Linked DNA regions of Triticum aestivum: region 2 is linked to region 1. A link is a contact called in public Hi-C data. All regions are on one chromosome and are shown on one strand. Each heading gives the region's core, a stretch centred on a gene start, on an enhancer-like site or on the middle of the called end of the contact. The rest is flanking DNA. Distances are from core to core; before and after follow the strand shown. Region 1 holds the start of LOC123060306 (alpha-ketoglutarate-dependent dioxygenase alkB homolog 6). Region 2 holds the start of LOC123057918 (lecithin-cholesterol acyltransferase-like 1).

What was found. Hi-C and Micro-C count contacts between places; a contact is called where the count stands out from the background.
Region 2: a contact with region 1 is called in a Hi-C map of an unstated tissue, with 7 times the contacts expected there. The contact joins the promoter of LOC123057918 here to the promoter of LOC123060306 in region 1. A contact is called at or near these places in 2 of 5 Hi-C or Micro-C datasets (leaf and an unstated tissue) and 1 of 1 datasets of contacts at active chromatin or transcription factors (leaf).

What each region holds. Positions count from the first base shown.
Region 1 is chr3A:63,566,577-63,571,480 of IWGSC CS RefSeq v2.1, reverse strand. LOC123060306 (alpha-ketoglutarate-dependent dioxygenase alkB homolog 6) reads left to right here and starts at 2,755. Exons shown (of 7, transcript XM_044482964.1): 1 at 2,755-2,978; 2 at 3,098-3,158; 3 at 3,272-3,310; 4 at 4,522-4,634; 5 at 4,727-4,904. The coding sequence starts at 2,814.
Region 2 is chr3A:63,772,255-63,776,917 of IWGSC CS RefSeq v2.1, reverse strand. It overlaps LOC123057918 (lecithin-cholesterol acyltransferase-like 1), which reads right to left and starts at 3,235. Exons shown (of 2, transcript XM_044480781.1): 1 at 2,799-3,235; 2 at 1,544-2,715. The coding sequence starts at 3,166. The coding sequence ends at 1,839.

The sequences.
Region 1 (4,904 bases), core at 1,506-4,005:
AGTTCGTTTGTGAAGATTGTCAATGATTGTGAGGCCGCCTCCTATTACTTTAAGCGTCATAGATCCGCCGCCGGTATCATGGGGTTTAGTGCATATCAAAAGATATCGGCGGCAATGCGGGTACTCGCTTATGGCATACCCGCGGATTATACTGACGAGTATCTTCGCATTGGGCAAGATACAACCACGGAGTCAGTCCGTAGGTTTGCCAAGTTGGTCATTCGTCTGTACGGTGAGCAGTATCTTCGGGCACCAAACGAGGAAGATACAAAGAGATTAATGGAAATGAATGAAAAAAGGGGATGGCCGGGGATGCTAGGTAGTCTTGACTGCATGCATTGGAGGTGGAAAAATTGCCCAAAGGCATGGCACGGAATGTATTGCGGTAAAAGCCGTGATGCTACCATTGTGCTTGAGGTCGTAGCATCTCAGGACACATGGATTTGGCATGCATTCTTTGAGTTGTCGGGAACACTCAATGATATCAATATCCTCAATAGATCTCCTTTGTTCAAAAGATTAATTTCTGGGGATGCTCCAGCTTGCAACTACAAAGTCATGGACAATGAGTACTCAATGGGATACTATCGCACCGATGGCATCTATTCCGAATGGGCAACTCTTGTGAAGTCCATCAAGGAGAAAAATGAGGTGCCCTTAACAAGAAAAGAGGCTCATTTCACCAAGGCACAAGAGGCAGCCAGCAAGGATATTGAGAGACCGTTCGGTGTTTTGCAAGCAAGGTTTGCCATAGTTCGTGGTCCAGCTCGATTTTGGGACAAAAAAACCTTGATGAACATCATGAAATGTTGTGTGATTCTACACAACATGGTCCTAGAGGATGAAAGAGGATTAAACCTCCCTTGTTTCTATGACAATGTTGATACCCGTGTGCAACCAGAAAGAAATCCTTCTCGCATACACGCTTTTCTTCAAGCACATCGTGAGATTGAGGATGCAACCACTCATGGTCGGCTCCGGGATGATCTAATAGAGCACCACTGGCAGTTGGATGGGCGGCGCATTGGCCCATGATGTATCTTTGTTTTACTTTTCTATGTCCTATTTGATTCGAACAATTAGTGTAATTTGCTCAAACATTGTTGTAATAATTTGAATGATTATTGTTTTATTCGGTGTTGTAATAATAACTAGAATGATTATTGTTTTATGTCAAATGTGATGGAATTTGTGACATGTCATATGATGAAATGTGTGATATATGAAATAACAGTTTTAAAGGTTGGGGTTGACACAAAGACTAGAACCCTCAAATCCAAGTTTAAGGGTTGGATTTGAAGGTTCTAGTCTTTGTCCCTGTTTTTCAACCCTTAAAAGTGTCAAAAAGTGGTAGTTCTCAACCCTTAAAACTGCTACAAGGGTTTGAGAGTTTAAGGTTCTACTAGTAATGCTCTAAAAGTACCAAAGTTCATCAAAACCATTGGCTCTAATAACATATGGGGCCAGCCTATTAGCACATGTATTATTAATCGGGATACTTCATGCCTAAGGCACGACTGGGCGGGAACCTTTCCAATGCATAGCTCGGCTCAATTATATCCAGCACTTGTTAGAAGCCGAGGTGGTTTCGGTCTCCTCGGATTCGGGCTGACGTCAAAACTTTGACTACAAAAGATGATTTCGTTGAACCATTTTTCAAGAGCGACAACCAATTTTCAAGACCGATGACCGAAGATAAATTGGCCGCTCAGGTGAACCGAGGTGCATCCAAATTTAAAGACCGGTTCAGGTGTTATTGACCTGTCCCGGCTAGGAGGCCTTTGACCATGTTGTCTTCTGGCTTGGTGGCCTGAGCTGAGGACTCCCATAGTCGGTTCCAAAGTGGGCCACATCGTGTGGCTCATGATGCATAAACAGAAGGATCCAGAAGACTTGATGTATACTAAAGAAGCTAGATTCATAAAAGACTCAGTGCCCTTGTACATGCCAACTAGGATATTGTAACCCTAAACCCTCCGTATATCTATATAAACCGAGGGATTAGGTATGGGTGTTTACATGTATTCTTTAGTTACTCCAACGCAATAAACACAAGCAAAATGTAGGGTATTATCTCATCAGAGAGCCCAAACATTAGTAAAACCTGGCGTACCTGTTACCGTTGTATCTAAACGCTTAGCTTAGGATCCCTACCTCGAGATCTGTCGGATTTAGCTCCGTCACATATGTCTCGGCACGGCCCAACACGCCTATAAAAAGGTCTGGCACGACATGACCCATATCGTACCTTCTATAAAAGGATTGTGTCGTGCGAGCCTGAAGTCCTCGACTCAGGGATCGGCCTAGCACGTGACTAAAAAGGCCGGCATGGTCCGGCATGCCTGTGGGCTGACCTTCTGGGTCGTTTCGGCCTTCCAAGCCATCCGTGTTTTAAATTTTAGTAAAATATAAAAAAATGAGAAAAAATAAAATACAGAAGAATCTTAAAATCAATGCAGAATACAGAAGAATCTACAAAACTAAAGATACAGACAAAGAAAAATACAGAAAATCTGAAGAAAAAAATAGAAATATTAAATATTAAGAAAAAGATACAGAAAATGTAAAAGGGATTCTTGCCGGACCGGCCTTTTTTTTGAGAAATTGCCGGACCGGCCTTAAGGCTTGACTTCAGGAATGGGCCTTCATCCATGGCGAGCCGAAGGCCACCCCGGCCCTTTTATTTGCCTGCCATGCCGGGCCAAAATCTATGCCCGCGGGCCGGTCTTAAAAACACGGCCTGGCCAGCTTTGCCCTTAACCAATGATTTTCAGGGAAGTACAGTAGCACGAGCATCCTCGGCCGAAGCAGCAATGGAGGAAAAGTCGACCCAGAAAGCGGCCGCGGCGGAGGAGGAGAACCCCTCGCCGGAGTTGTGCCTGAGGATCCCCGGGGACTACGCCGTCGGCTCCATCCCCACCGTCCTATACGTCCCCGACTTCATCTCCGAGACCGAGCAGTCCCAGCTCCTCCACCATGTACTGGACCAATCCTCTCCTTCCTTTCTACTACTCGCCCGATCCCCTACTTTGGTTTCGCTTTCTCCTGTCTTGCTCGTGTGGTCTGAGGCTCTCTCCGGTGGCGGATTCCGTTGCAGGTATACCAGGCACCGGCGCCCAAGTGGAAGATTTTGAAAAACCGGCGGCTCCAGAACTGGGGTGCGTGTTGCCGGCTGCAGTCCCTGAATTGAATCCCTGCTTGAAAATTTGCGCTATTCTTTTCTTTTCTTGCCTCTGGGAAAGTGTTGATTTGGTCGACCTGTGCTGTGCAGGAGGAGTGGTGCACGAGAAGGGGCTACTGCCGCAGGCATGTGAGTATTCATCAGCATTGTAATGTTCAGCACAATTTTGTGGATTCTGTGTCATGCTTTACATAACTGAAGTGCCCCCATGTGGTTTTACGGAGATACTTCAGGGATTCGTTGTTCCTTCATAATTTGGCTGCGATAAGCTTGCTAACGTAGTATGGATGCCCTCAGCCCTCTCTAGAATCCTTAGAATTGACGAAATCTCCGTCAGAGTTTGAGGAAAGAGACATGAAAGAAGATCTCATGTTCTCAGTTTTGAGAGATAACAAGAACTATTTGTATCATCATCTGTTCTCTCTTTCCATCAGTCAAATAAATCTGTTAAAATGGTTTGCTCCTTTTTTAATTTGTTTTGCTGCTTCAGTTATAATGCCCCGCAACAGAGCACATGTTTTTGTTCAAATCACATTTCTTTTGGTCTATCACATAATTTAAGGTTTACTGTTGGTCTATCATCCCTGCATCGCAGGCATGGTTTTATCATCAGGCAGACAGAAATTTATTTTAGATGCCCCTACCCCCTCTGTAATCCATACAATGGCAAAATCGCTATGAGTGTTTGTGGTAGAGACATGTAAAAAGATCTTGTGTGCTCAGTTAAATAAATTGCAAAAGCAATATGCAGTGTCTTATGTTCTCTCTTTCTAATAGTGAAACAAAAATGTTTATTTTTTATTTTTGACAAACAATTGCATTGGGCTATTCATTGTTAATGAGAGAGCTGGGAAGATCTCAACTCTGGGAGATTACAGAGATAGGAAACATAGAAAAGGAAGACATGAAAAGAGGGGATGTACAGGAGAGCAAAGGGCAAAAAACAGTAGCTACCTGGGCTGAGATGCTCGATCAGCGACCACACCGCCAGCTGGTACCAGTCTACCAGATACTGTTCGCGTAGGGGCATTGCACAAGCATGTGATCCCCAACAACAGATTGTTCCTTTGTGATCCCCAACAGTTGATTGCGTGCTCTTTTTGTGTACATTATTGTTTTTGGTCTATTGCATCATAAGGATTAATCCCATGTTTTCATGCAATTTTCTGGCTGGTATCTATGCATGCTTGGCGTTGTACAGAAGACAAAAAAAGCGTTTTCTCAGGAACTAAAAATATGATGAGTGCTTAAAATTACATACAGTGTACATTCTTTTTTACTTTAGTTAGGTGTCATCAGTTTTTAGCATTGAAATTACATTCATTTGTCTAATATTGCAGTACCTCCATGGCTTACAAAGATAACTGACAGAATCTGCCAGTGGACTGGTTTATTTCCTTCAGCAATCAATCATGTTCTGATTAATGAGTATCATCCTAATCAAGGGATCATGGTCAGTAATCATCAGCTCCATATTGTTCATTTCTCTAGTACATCTTCTATGGTTTGCGCTTCACTGAAGTACAATAACACTGCACCTTTCAGCCACATCAAGACGGCCCTGCCTATTTTCCTGTTGTCGCTATCATATCCCTTGCTTCACCGGTTGTGCTTGATTTCACACCCCACGGAAAGCTCAGAGGGCTTGAACATACATATCTCCAAAATATACAAACTGATGAGCCACAGGAGAGTAATGGTTCCTATAAGGTTGAAGGCACAA
Region 2 (4,663 bases), core at 1,986-4,485, 200 kb before region 1:
CACCGGAAGGGTCCCGGGGGTCCACCAGGTGGGGCCACCTATCCGGGAGGGCCCCATGGGCTGAAGTGGGAGGGGAACCAGGCCCTAGTGGGATGGTGCGCCCCCCCTTGGGCCTCCCCCTAGGTTAGAAACCCTAGGGGTGGGGGGCGCCACCCTTGCCTTGGGGGGCAAGGCACCCCCCTTGGCCGCCGCCCCCCCTAGGAGATTGGATCTCCTAGGGCCGGCACCCCCTAGGCACCCTATATATAGTGGAGGGGAGGGAGGGCTGCGCACCCAAGCCCCTGGCCTCTCCCTCTCCCTCCCGTGACACTCCTCCGTCTCCCAGCGCTTGGCGAAGCCCTGCCGAGATTACCGTTGCTTTCACCACCACGCCGTCGTGCTGCTGGATCTTCATCAATCTCTCCTCCCCCCTTGCTGAATCAAGTTGGAGGAGACGTCTTCCCAACCGTACGTGTGTTGAACGCGGATGTGCTGTCCGTTCGGCACTTGGTCATCGGTGATTTGAATCACGTCGAGTACGACTCCATCAACCTCGTTCTCTTAAACGCTTCCGCTCGTGATCTACAGGGGTATGTAGATGCATTCCACTCTCCCTCGTTGCTAGATGACTTCATAGATTGATCTTGGTGATGCGTAGAAAATTTTAAAATTCTGCTACGCTTCCAACAGAATGGATTTCCATGACCTACATGCAATCATATCAGCAATGCTTGCAAAACAGGCATGGATGCTCTTAGCCCATCCCGAAAACTTTGTGTGCCGGTGTTTTGAAGGGGAAGTATTATTTAGATAGTGGGTCTTTCACGTGACAAAGCATTAGTACTCTCAAGAGAGGTCTTATTTGGAGAGTTGATATAGACACGAATATTAAAGATTGAGGATCATTGGGTTCCGGGTAGCCCGACCACGAAAATTCCAACAAATAGCGGTGGTATCTTGCTTCGGGCAGTAGATGAATTAATATGTCCCGTCATTGGAAATTGGACGATCTTCTTCTGAAAGATAACTTCAACCTACTGGATGTTGAGTGTATTCTAAGAATCCCCTTGAGTATACATTTAACTAAAAAAAATATCATGACATAGATCAAAGTCAACCATATTCTCTGTCTAATCTAGAATGATGCGTGATGCGTGTATGATTAGTGCACAATTATAAACGAGTGTGTCATAAGTTACGATCCACCTTAAAAACATAAAGTTGTTGCACGTCTTAAAAACATGCAGTTGCGAACCCGCTTTTATAGAATCACAACATAATTTGATCTACGACTAATGGCGTGAAAGAAGCCTAGTTGAGACCCACCTTGTCCCATGAAAATAGAAAAAAATAGCAAAAAAATGAAGAACAACAACAACAAAAAAGAAAAAAAATCAAGAATGAGAAAAAGATAAAAATATAATAATAAAACTGATTGTATGTGGACTTTTAAAGCATGAAGCTTGAAAGAGTGTACCAATGTCCAAATTAAACAGTACAAAAAGTATCGCGTTCACAATGTGAAGTAGCATCCTGTAGAAGAAAAATAGAAAACAGTAGCTGGTTTTTTTTTACAAACTCCGAAACTTTTTATTGAACCGTCAGAATATTTACATGAATGAAAGAAAGACCATCAGGCTGGTCAAATCAAACATGACGACCCAGGGATAAAGCAGCTGGTAGCATCGAACCAACGAGCAAAAGCTCGCGAAAAAGGCCCATTAACAAGACCGCTGCACGGTGAACGATTGAACAAGGACACAACAACACACGAATGTCAGAATGCTTTTGATCCAACGGCTGTCCAGGTGAATGAGACCATAACTACAACTGAGCTGAGTTGTAGCAAAACCGATTACCTAATCAGCCCGTTGAATCTCTCGCATGATGATCTCAAGCGCTCGATCATCCACCACAAGGGCATTATGAGACATGTTGAGCACCTTGACCATCCTAAAATCCCCACCACGGCGGCTCCACGGCGTCTCCACCGCCATGGCGCTCGCCAGGTTCACCACCCCGTCGCCGTCTCCGGCGACCACAGACGGCGTCGCGTCGAAGTCATCCCCGGGATACACTATCCTTTCAGTTGTCCCCACCCCGACCCCGATGACGGAGGTCACCGGCACCCCGGGATGCGGCAGCTCCCCGCCAAACAGCGGCAGCACGCGGGACTTGTACGGCCTGACGGCCTCGCCAAACCCGATGGCGACGAGGTAGTCCGCCACGTCGCCGGCCGAGTAGTTCCTGCTCTTCGTGGTAGCCAACGGCGTCGCGGTGCCGAAGGCGGCCGGGCTGGGCAGTATCCATAGGCTGCTCTGCAGGCTCCTGCCTTGCCGCAGCAGCGCGCGCGGCTCGACGAACGGCAGGCCCATGTTGTTCCCGGAGACGAGCGTCAGCATCCCCAGGACGATGCCGCCCCACGGGGCGGCGATGGGCACGAACCGCCGCACGAACCGCTGGCGCCAGGCCAGCGGCTGGCGGACGAGGAACTGGTGCGCCAGCGGGCCGCCGGCGCTGTAGGTGGCGATCACCACCGGCATGCCGCCGTTAAGCCCGCTCGCCCTCTCGACGAGGCCCTTGAGCGCCCGGAAGAAGGCGTCGCCCACCCTGGACGGGTGCCCCACCGGCGCGACGGCGTACCGGAAGTCGTAGGGCGCGCCGAACATGGTCTCGCCGTCGCGGTACCCCATCTTCTCCAACCGCTCGATAAACGTGCTCATGTAGGAGAAATTCCTTGAAAAATCGAGAAATTTCAGCCGGTTCTGATTCATAATTATGGGCACGACACGATTGAGCAACCGATAGCTAGTACTTACTTGCGGTCAGGATCGGGGTAGCGGAAGGCTTGGGTGGAGCCGAAGAAGGGGACGCGCGTCTCCACGCCGGGGACATTGGAGTAGTCGTCGGCGGCGGGGTCGTACACGGAGCTCATCTGCTCCGCGAAGCACGGCACGTTGCCGGGGTCCTGGAGGGCGGAATAGTTGAGGTAGAGGCGGAACCACCCCTCCTCCTTGCGCGCCCCGCAGCCCGGCGACGACGGCCGGTAGAGCTTGGTGAGCCGCGCGTCCAGCTCGTTGGTGGCGTAGCCCGGCACCAGGACGACGGGGTGCAAGCGCGGCGCCGCTTGCACCGCTGCTAGTGCCACTGCCAGTAGTAACTGCGCAAGAAGCAACGGGGTCGCCATGGATGGGCCGATGGAATGATCAAAGTTAATTCAGAGTCGTACTCCTTTTGTCCAATCTGCAGATGGTGGTAGGCGAGATGGGTGTTGATTGGGGGCTTGCGACCAATTCACATTTTATACACGAAGCATCCCATGTCGCTCCTATCCACAATGCGCATCAGTTGGTCCATGTGGATTAAAGTACAGTAGTAGTTCTTGACATTTTGCTTGTGAGACCCAAGGGGCACCGGATGTGAACGTCTGCTTAGGAAAATCACTAGTAATTCTTTGATTCTCCTCTAAACAAGGAAGACTAGGCATGGTACCAAGGTCCTTTGGACACGTCCATGTTTTTTATGTTTGAATAGAAGGCAGCGTTTGACACTTGAAATATTGACCACGCGGATGTGTGCACAGAATCATTTTCGAGGATTTCGTGAAGACTTCATTATGAAGTGACGGAGGGATCGTACCATTTGAGCCTTTTCTTTTTTAACATGGATCAGTGGATACTACCTCCGTCCTGATTTATTGGTTCATTTTATATTTTGTGTCAAAGTTTGATCACATATTTGACCGCTAAAATATAAATCGTATCCCATAAAAATCATATTGATGGGTTTGTATTTGAAAGAAGTTTGCAATGATATTATTTTTGTGGTATATAACATATATTTTGCTAGTTAAATCTAACATCAAAGTCCGACACAAAATAAAAGAGGACAAATAAACCTGAACTGAGATAGTACTTTCTTTTAAAAAAGGAGTATCCTAATTTTTTTTCGAGATCAAGAGTATGATACATGCGTGTGAATATTTGCAGGACGGGCTTTATGGAGCCTTTTAAAAAAAGATCGAAAATTATATTTAATAGTTATAAAAAAATAAAAAATAAATCCATAGAAACTTATACTTCCTCAGTTCCTAAATATTTGTCTTTTTAGAAACGGAGGGAGTATATGCTCCGCACGAACATGTGAAAAATTGGATGAGGAAGTGTGTGTGCGCGCGCGCGCGTCTTCCCGAAAAAATAAATTCCTTTAGAAAATTATATTTGAAACCGCTCGGCCTCCATTGGCTGTTTCGGTCTTCTTACTACCATAGTTTGCAACACACGTAGCACACATTAGAAGACACTAGAGGGAATAACCGTTCCAACACAACAAAAAGCAGCCTCTGACGTGGAAATCCATAACTGGACACGAGCTCATATCATGCTGGGTGAACAATAAATTTGAAATATATATATATATATAACTGATTTTTTTTACATCAAACATTAACCAGTTTTCTATGTGCGTGCAAACATTCATAACAATATGACATTGGGGGAGCTCGGGGTCGAAAAGATAAAATTAGTGCTCAAAAAAAAGTTGAACCTTCCTCAAAAATTGGATTTTTCCCCCCTAGAGATCCTCTGATGTCATATCCCCAGGACGATGCCGCCCCACTGGGCGGCCGTGGGCACGAACCACTGGCGCCAGGCCGAAGCTGTGGGTGGCGAGCACCACCGGCCTG